2 separate regions of the Triticum aestivum genome follow, and region 2 is linked to region 1. A link is a contact called in public Hi-C data. All regions are on one chromosome and are shown on one strand. Each heading gives the region's core, a stretch centred on a gene start, on an enhancer-like site or on the middle of the called end of the contact. The rest is flanking DNA. Distances are from core to core; before and after follow the strand shown.

The links. Hi-C and Micro-C count contacts between places; a contact is called where the count stands out from the background.
Region 2: a Hi-C map of leaf shows a contact between it and region 1, with 5 times the contacts expected there. The contact joins the promoter of LOC123045107 here to the enhancer-like site in region 1. A contact is called at or near these places in 2 of 5 Hi-C or Micro-C datasets (both in leaf).

The regions. Positions count from the first base shown.
Region 1 is chr2B:395,129,250-395,132,254 of IWGSC CS RefSeq v2.1, forward strand. No RefSeq gene overlaps it. Among protein-coding and RNA genes, the nearest start is that of LOC123045105, 90 kb to the right of the region's middle. Within about 2 kb of position 1,727, at least 1 of the 8 cell types and tissues checked has an H3K27ac peak or open chromatin away from gene starts, as enhancers often do. A contact at or near this core is called in leaf, where this site is marked.
Region 2 is chr2B:395,696,171-395,699,136 of IWGSC CS RefSeq v2.1, forward strand. It overlaps LOC123045107 (DDB1- and CUL4-associated factor 4), which reads left to right and starts at 1,366. Exons shown (of 14, transcript XM_044468053.1): 1 at 1,366-1,495; 2 at 1,602-1,864; 3 at 1,948-2,078; 4 at 2,443-2,676; 5 at 2,843-2,966. The coding sequence starts at 1,483.

The DNA.
Region 1 (3,005 bases), core at 477-2,976:
TGGGCCGACCCATATATGGAGTCTCGCTCAAGAGGTCCTCCTATGAACCTAGCGGCCACCGCCACCACCTCCGTCTCCATCATAGACCGGTTCCCTCTCCTTCGGCCGGCGTCCGCCAGCGTTAGAAGGGGTGATCTATGAGTAGAGTTCTTAATAATAGTAGTGTTTTCATTAGATTGGTTTAGGGTTTTGGTAGCCGTCTTCTTTTTCGCTGGAGATTGCATCGTCTACAATGAATAATTTTCGGCTCTCCGTTCGACGAGCGATGTCAATGATGGTTTGGAAGATTTACTTTATCTAGGTATGTCCTCCATATCTTGCTTCGTCAGATCGATTTTGGATTTTTTTTTCTTTTGGTTGCCGCGAGGAAGATTGTGCTCCCAATATCTGTCCGAGCGGCTACATCCTCGACAATGGTGATTCACACTTTTGGCTCCCAGATTCGTCAACCTAGTTGTTTGGTTTTTGTCCCTAGAATACCGGTTGGTATTCTTGCTGGTGTTGGTTGCTTACTTTAATGGTTGCGTGTGTGCATCGTAGCCTTGGCATTGCGGCTTAAATTAAAACTACGGGAGAACCATCATTAATATTTACAGATCTTTGTTTTGATACCTTTGTTATTTTCTAGGATTGACTTCAGATAAGTACAAGATTTGTTTCATGGATGAAGAAAAAGTTTGAAAATCTCAAAGATTTGCTAGTTTCTTTTACACTTTATTTTGTAATCGCTGTAGTCACCTCATATATCTCTACCATGTACAATTCACTACTATAAGTATATCATAATATTGATTAACAATAAATAAATAAATAAGGAATGTCTAGTAATTAAATGTGTCGGTAATTTGTCATGAACTTTCTCCATTAAATCTCCATGGTGCCTGTCAAATTCCTAAACATGAAGCCGGTCAGTAAAAGTCGAAATGTTAGCGGTGATTTGCCTGCCATATCGAACGATCCTTGCCCTGAAATTTTGGGCAGAGATCAACCAAGGAGCTGCAACTGTCAGTCAGGCTCGTACGTGGTGCGTACTCCATGCACGCTCGCACGCGCGCCGTATGTCTATTGTCTAATCTACTACTGCTACTACGCGGCTGCTTTGTACGTACGTACGTACGCGCGATGTGCTAATTGGCTGCAGTGGCTAGCAAGGATATGTACTTGCATGCACTGACACCCATGATTAATCGCCGTATGTGATATGATTATATAATTCTATACATCAGATCCTATCTGTTTGCTGCTACATCGTGTACGTACGCGCCGTAATGAGCTATAGGTAGTACCTTGATCGCATCTACGGTACGTACGGACCGACCAGGCCACCGCGTAAGAAATGCCAGGCCCGTACAATTAAGCATGTGCATGTAATGTCACAGGCTGTATACAGTAAGTGTAGTTCACAACAGTCACAATCAACGTTGTGTGTCCACAAATATTTTTGTATTTTATATTTAAAAAAACTGCACACATACGCTGCAGCGCTTCTGTATATGTATTTGTGTATAAATGTCTCAAGCGGGGTGTGTATATATTTTAAAAGAAATGTTATATCATTGTGTATTGCATATGCGTGTGGGATGTGAAGTATACTCATACGTATATTTAAGTTACATGCTAGGAGGTAATGGAAAATGCTGATTGCATCGGTGGGGTTCCGTAAGAGCGGCGTAACGTCAGACTATCTGTTCCTTACAGTCGCCACAGGATGGATCAACCGAGATGTCAACCTCAGTATATCTTCCGGATCCCACGGGTTGCCATCCATCAATCGGTGCCATATGATATGACGTGCATGATTTGATGTTATAAATCTTTGCTCCCTGACTCTCACTGGCCGGCAACTTCAAGAGTTACGGGAGCAACTAATTAACGAGCGCTCCTTCAACAGCGTCGCTACGATCAGTGTCATTTGGCACACTCATAATCAATTTATCACGTGTCGCGCTCTGAACGCTTTCTCTGAATTTTATTTTTTTACGCCCGCGTTTTTGGCTTTTTAAACGGGGGTTTTCCTGTTTTTTTTACGTTTTGGTTTTCTACCAGTCTTTCCTAACTTTTTGACAAATTTTTCTTTTTGAAAAAAATAATTTTTTTGCGGAAAAAACGTATTTTTTTCGCGAGAGTCACGGTTTTGTTTTCGCGAGAGGCGCGGTTGTGCTTTTGCGAGAGGCACGGCCGTGCCTCTTGGAAACGAAGAAAAAACGTGCTTTTTGTTTTTTTTTTCTTTCGCGGGAGGCACGGTTTTGCTTCCGTGAGAGGCACGGTTGTGCTTTCGCGAGAGGCACGGGCGTGCCTCTTTCGGAAAGGAAAAAAACGCGTTTTTTGTTTTTTCTTTCTTTCGTGAGAGGCAAGGTTTTGCTTCCGCGAGAGGCACGGTTGTGCTTTTGCGAGAGGCACGGGCGTGCCTCTTAAAAAAACGTGTTTTCTATTTTTTTTTTCTTTCGCGAGAGGCACGGTTTTGCTTCCGGAAGAGGCACGGTTGTGCTTTCGCGAGAGGCACGGGCATGCCTCTTTCGAAAAGGAAAAAAACAAGTTTTCTGTTTTTTTTCTTCCGCGAGAGATACAGTTTTGCTTCCGCGAGAGGCACGGTTGTGATTTCGTCAGAGGCACGGGCGTGCCTCTTTCGGAAAGGGAAAAAAATCCGTGTTCCCGGTTAGGTTTTTTGTCTGTTTTTTTTTGAAAAAAAAGTTCGTCGAAACCTATCAACATGGGATCTAGTTTTGAAGATCTCGACGCGAGGAATCCAATGGCGAAAGCGGTTCGAGATTTGGATGCACGGTTTAAGAGATAAAACGTTTTGAATAAACGAATCTACGAAAAAAAGGAAAACTTCCAGGTTGCAACAAGTGGCGCACATGTAGCACGCCACTTGTCGCAACCTGGGGGAGTTGGAGTGATCTCCGCAAGAAGTACTCCTTAATTAGTGATTTCGAAGAGTTGCAGCCAGATTGAACCAATTTTTTGTTTGGGTTGGAACATACATAAAAATGGGCCCAACAGGA
Region 2 (2,966 bases), core at 116-2,615, 570 kb after region 1:
ATTGTAAATCCATTATGGGAGGGTTTTGTTGACATATCACGAGCTTCTCATATATTGTCTCGGGCCGCTTGTTAGCACCATCAACATCCTCACCAGCTTTAGAGTTCGCACAATCACGGTCATCGGTAATACCCGATGGCGTGGTTGATGGCTCCCTTGCTCTTACCCAAGCTCTTATTCTTGAGTCATGGATATGCGAAAATTTTGTGGACAAGTTGGCGCTCGCTAGCTCCTCATCCTCCTGCTACCATACCTTGGCCTTGCTGCGTGCCAACGGTTCCCATATGATGTGGGTACTTGTTCAATTTGGCAATTTCTCTGTGTTTCTAACCTTTTCTTTAAATTTCGGCGTGGTCTTTGCCGCACAAATTCATCCCACACACATGGCTGAATTTGAAAATAATATTGAAAGGGAGTTGCATTCTGGTAAACGAACTTCGTCGTCAAGGTGGACTTCCATCCAGGGAAATATTCCTAGTGGTAAGAAGAGTTGCCCTCCGAACAACCTTTATGTGTTCTGGATCTACAAGGAGGTACGTCATGATCTCGTTGACGATCGGTTGGCAATGATTATCCGATACCGATTTTCATTTCTCAACGTGCATTGTACTCGATCACGAACCATAATCCCAACACCCTTTTTGAACTTATTTATAGCAATATCCGATGACAATGGAGTGCTCGTTGTCGAATTGACGTCGGTAATCCCGAATCTGAATTCCGGCCTTTGGGCAACACCCCTACACCTGATCACTCTTTTTTTCTCTCATTTGTCCGCATGAAATTGGATATCAAAAGAAAAAAGTACAAACCCCTCGCTGTCTGAACTTGCTGGGGTGGAGAGTCATGATGGTGATAGTGGAGGTGGTAGCGTAGATGTTATCGGCCTTGACTGTGGCGGTGGACGAGGGCAGAAGGAGTCAGTAGCGATGAAGCTGACATAGATGAAAAAGGAGCCAACATCTTTCTTTTCCTTTTCTGCCTTTCTTCGGCGAATTTTTAATTTTCTTTTGGATTTTCTCACCTTATGTTTTTCTTTTATTTTTTTACTTTCTGTTTTTAATTTACAAACATTTTATAAATGCATATTTTTTAAGTTCACGATTTTTTTGATTTATGATCTTTTTTAATTTAGGAATATTTTCAAATTAATTAACATGTTTAAATTCACGAAAATTTGGCCTGGTTCGCAAACGCACCACAAGGGACGCGCCACAAAGAAGAAACATCAGATAGATAATAGCACCATCTATCAACGTGGGTTGCTCAAAAAAAATTCCATCAATGTGGGTGGGCCGCAACAATTGGCCCGCTTCACAATTGGCGCGCGTTGTCGGTCCGGTCTGGGTCCAGTCCAGACAAGAACCAGGTGTCCACCCTTCCCGTCGACAACAACGCGCCGCACACCGCCATCCCTGTTCCGCGCCACCGCCGTCCATCCCCTGCCGCCTCTCAGCTGACTCCAAACACCACGCCGGCGACATGCCGCCCAAAGGTTGGTACTTTTCTTTTTCTCTACTAGGCACTCCTCCCCCCTACTTCCGCACGAACGGCCAACTTGTCGCGCTGCGCCTGACCTCGACGCGATTGATTGGCTGCAGAGCTGCCCGGGTTGTACTACGACCCGGAGAAGAACCGCTACTTCCCCACCAAGGGCCGCATCCCCGGCGCCGCCACCCGCCCTCCTCGCCCTCCGCCGCCGCCCGCTGAGCCCTCGCCTCCTCCCACAGCACGCAGGAAAAGGGCGAGGCAGTCCGAGCTGCTGCATGCCAGGGAGATGTACGGCGGTGGTGTGATATTCTCCAAGAACAACAAGTCCACCTTCAAGCAGCAGTGCCAGTACACACAGGCGTCGCAGCCGATGGTGCTGATCCGAGCTTCTCTTTTGCTGCAGCTTTCCCTTTCGTTTCGTGCAATATATGCTGATACCATAGCGCTGCTTGGTAGGTTTGGAAGTACCAAGGCACAACCTTAGTGGCTGATAAGGCACTGGAGGAACTGCACGCCATGGTTCAGACTCCCAGTGGGCTGCGTGAGTCCAAGCTATTAGCGACCGGCAGCACGAATGGTTCAATCAGGTGAGGTTTGCCAAAGCACTCATTTTCTGTCCGTGTAGTGAAAAAGCTTTAGAACTTGACAATTGATTGTTGGGAGTATAGATGTACCATCAGTTGAGGTTCCTGAATTCTTGATACCATACCGCCGATGCGTTCTCTGCTCAAACATATTCCAACGGCTAACAAGCTATGCAATAATGGATTTTGAATTGAAAACGAAATTACTAAAACACAAATACAGCAATTTCTCTTTTCTTGAAGACAGAACTTGCATGGCTTTATAAGTTTAAAACTTGTTGGATTCTTTGATATTCAGTTGTTCTCTTTGAGTATAAGCATGACCATACTGGTGTTTCATGGTGCATGACATATTTTTATCTGGCAGATTATTTGGGTTGGGAACTGCTCTAGAGAATTTTGAGGATGAGATGGAGTTTTTACCTCAGCCTGTTTGGACTCCCTTGGGAAAGCAGAAAGCAGCAGTGAATTCTCCACTTGCAAATATCTGGTCATCTGAAACAGCTTTCTCAAACTTCTCATCCAGTATATCTTGCATAAAAAAGTTCGGGCACAACTTTCATGATGCAGCCAGCACCAACTCATCAGTTCAGCGAGCATTGTATCCTCAAATTGTTGCTTCTATTATGCATATTACTGTTGTCATAATTACATGTGTTTCGACTTGTGCATTTTATGTTCTGTACTATTGCCTGGTAATTGAACATGAGCTTGGGTTACTTGACATCGTAAAACATGGTGGCTACTCTTGGATCTGGAGGATCCAGTGGTTCTGTTTATATTATGGATATGTCAACTATTGACTCTGCAACGGTTTCACGGAATGCTCATGGAAGAATTGAGAGAGTTGCTTCATTTGATCGTACAGTATGGACTGCTGATTGTAATTCT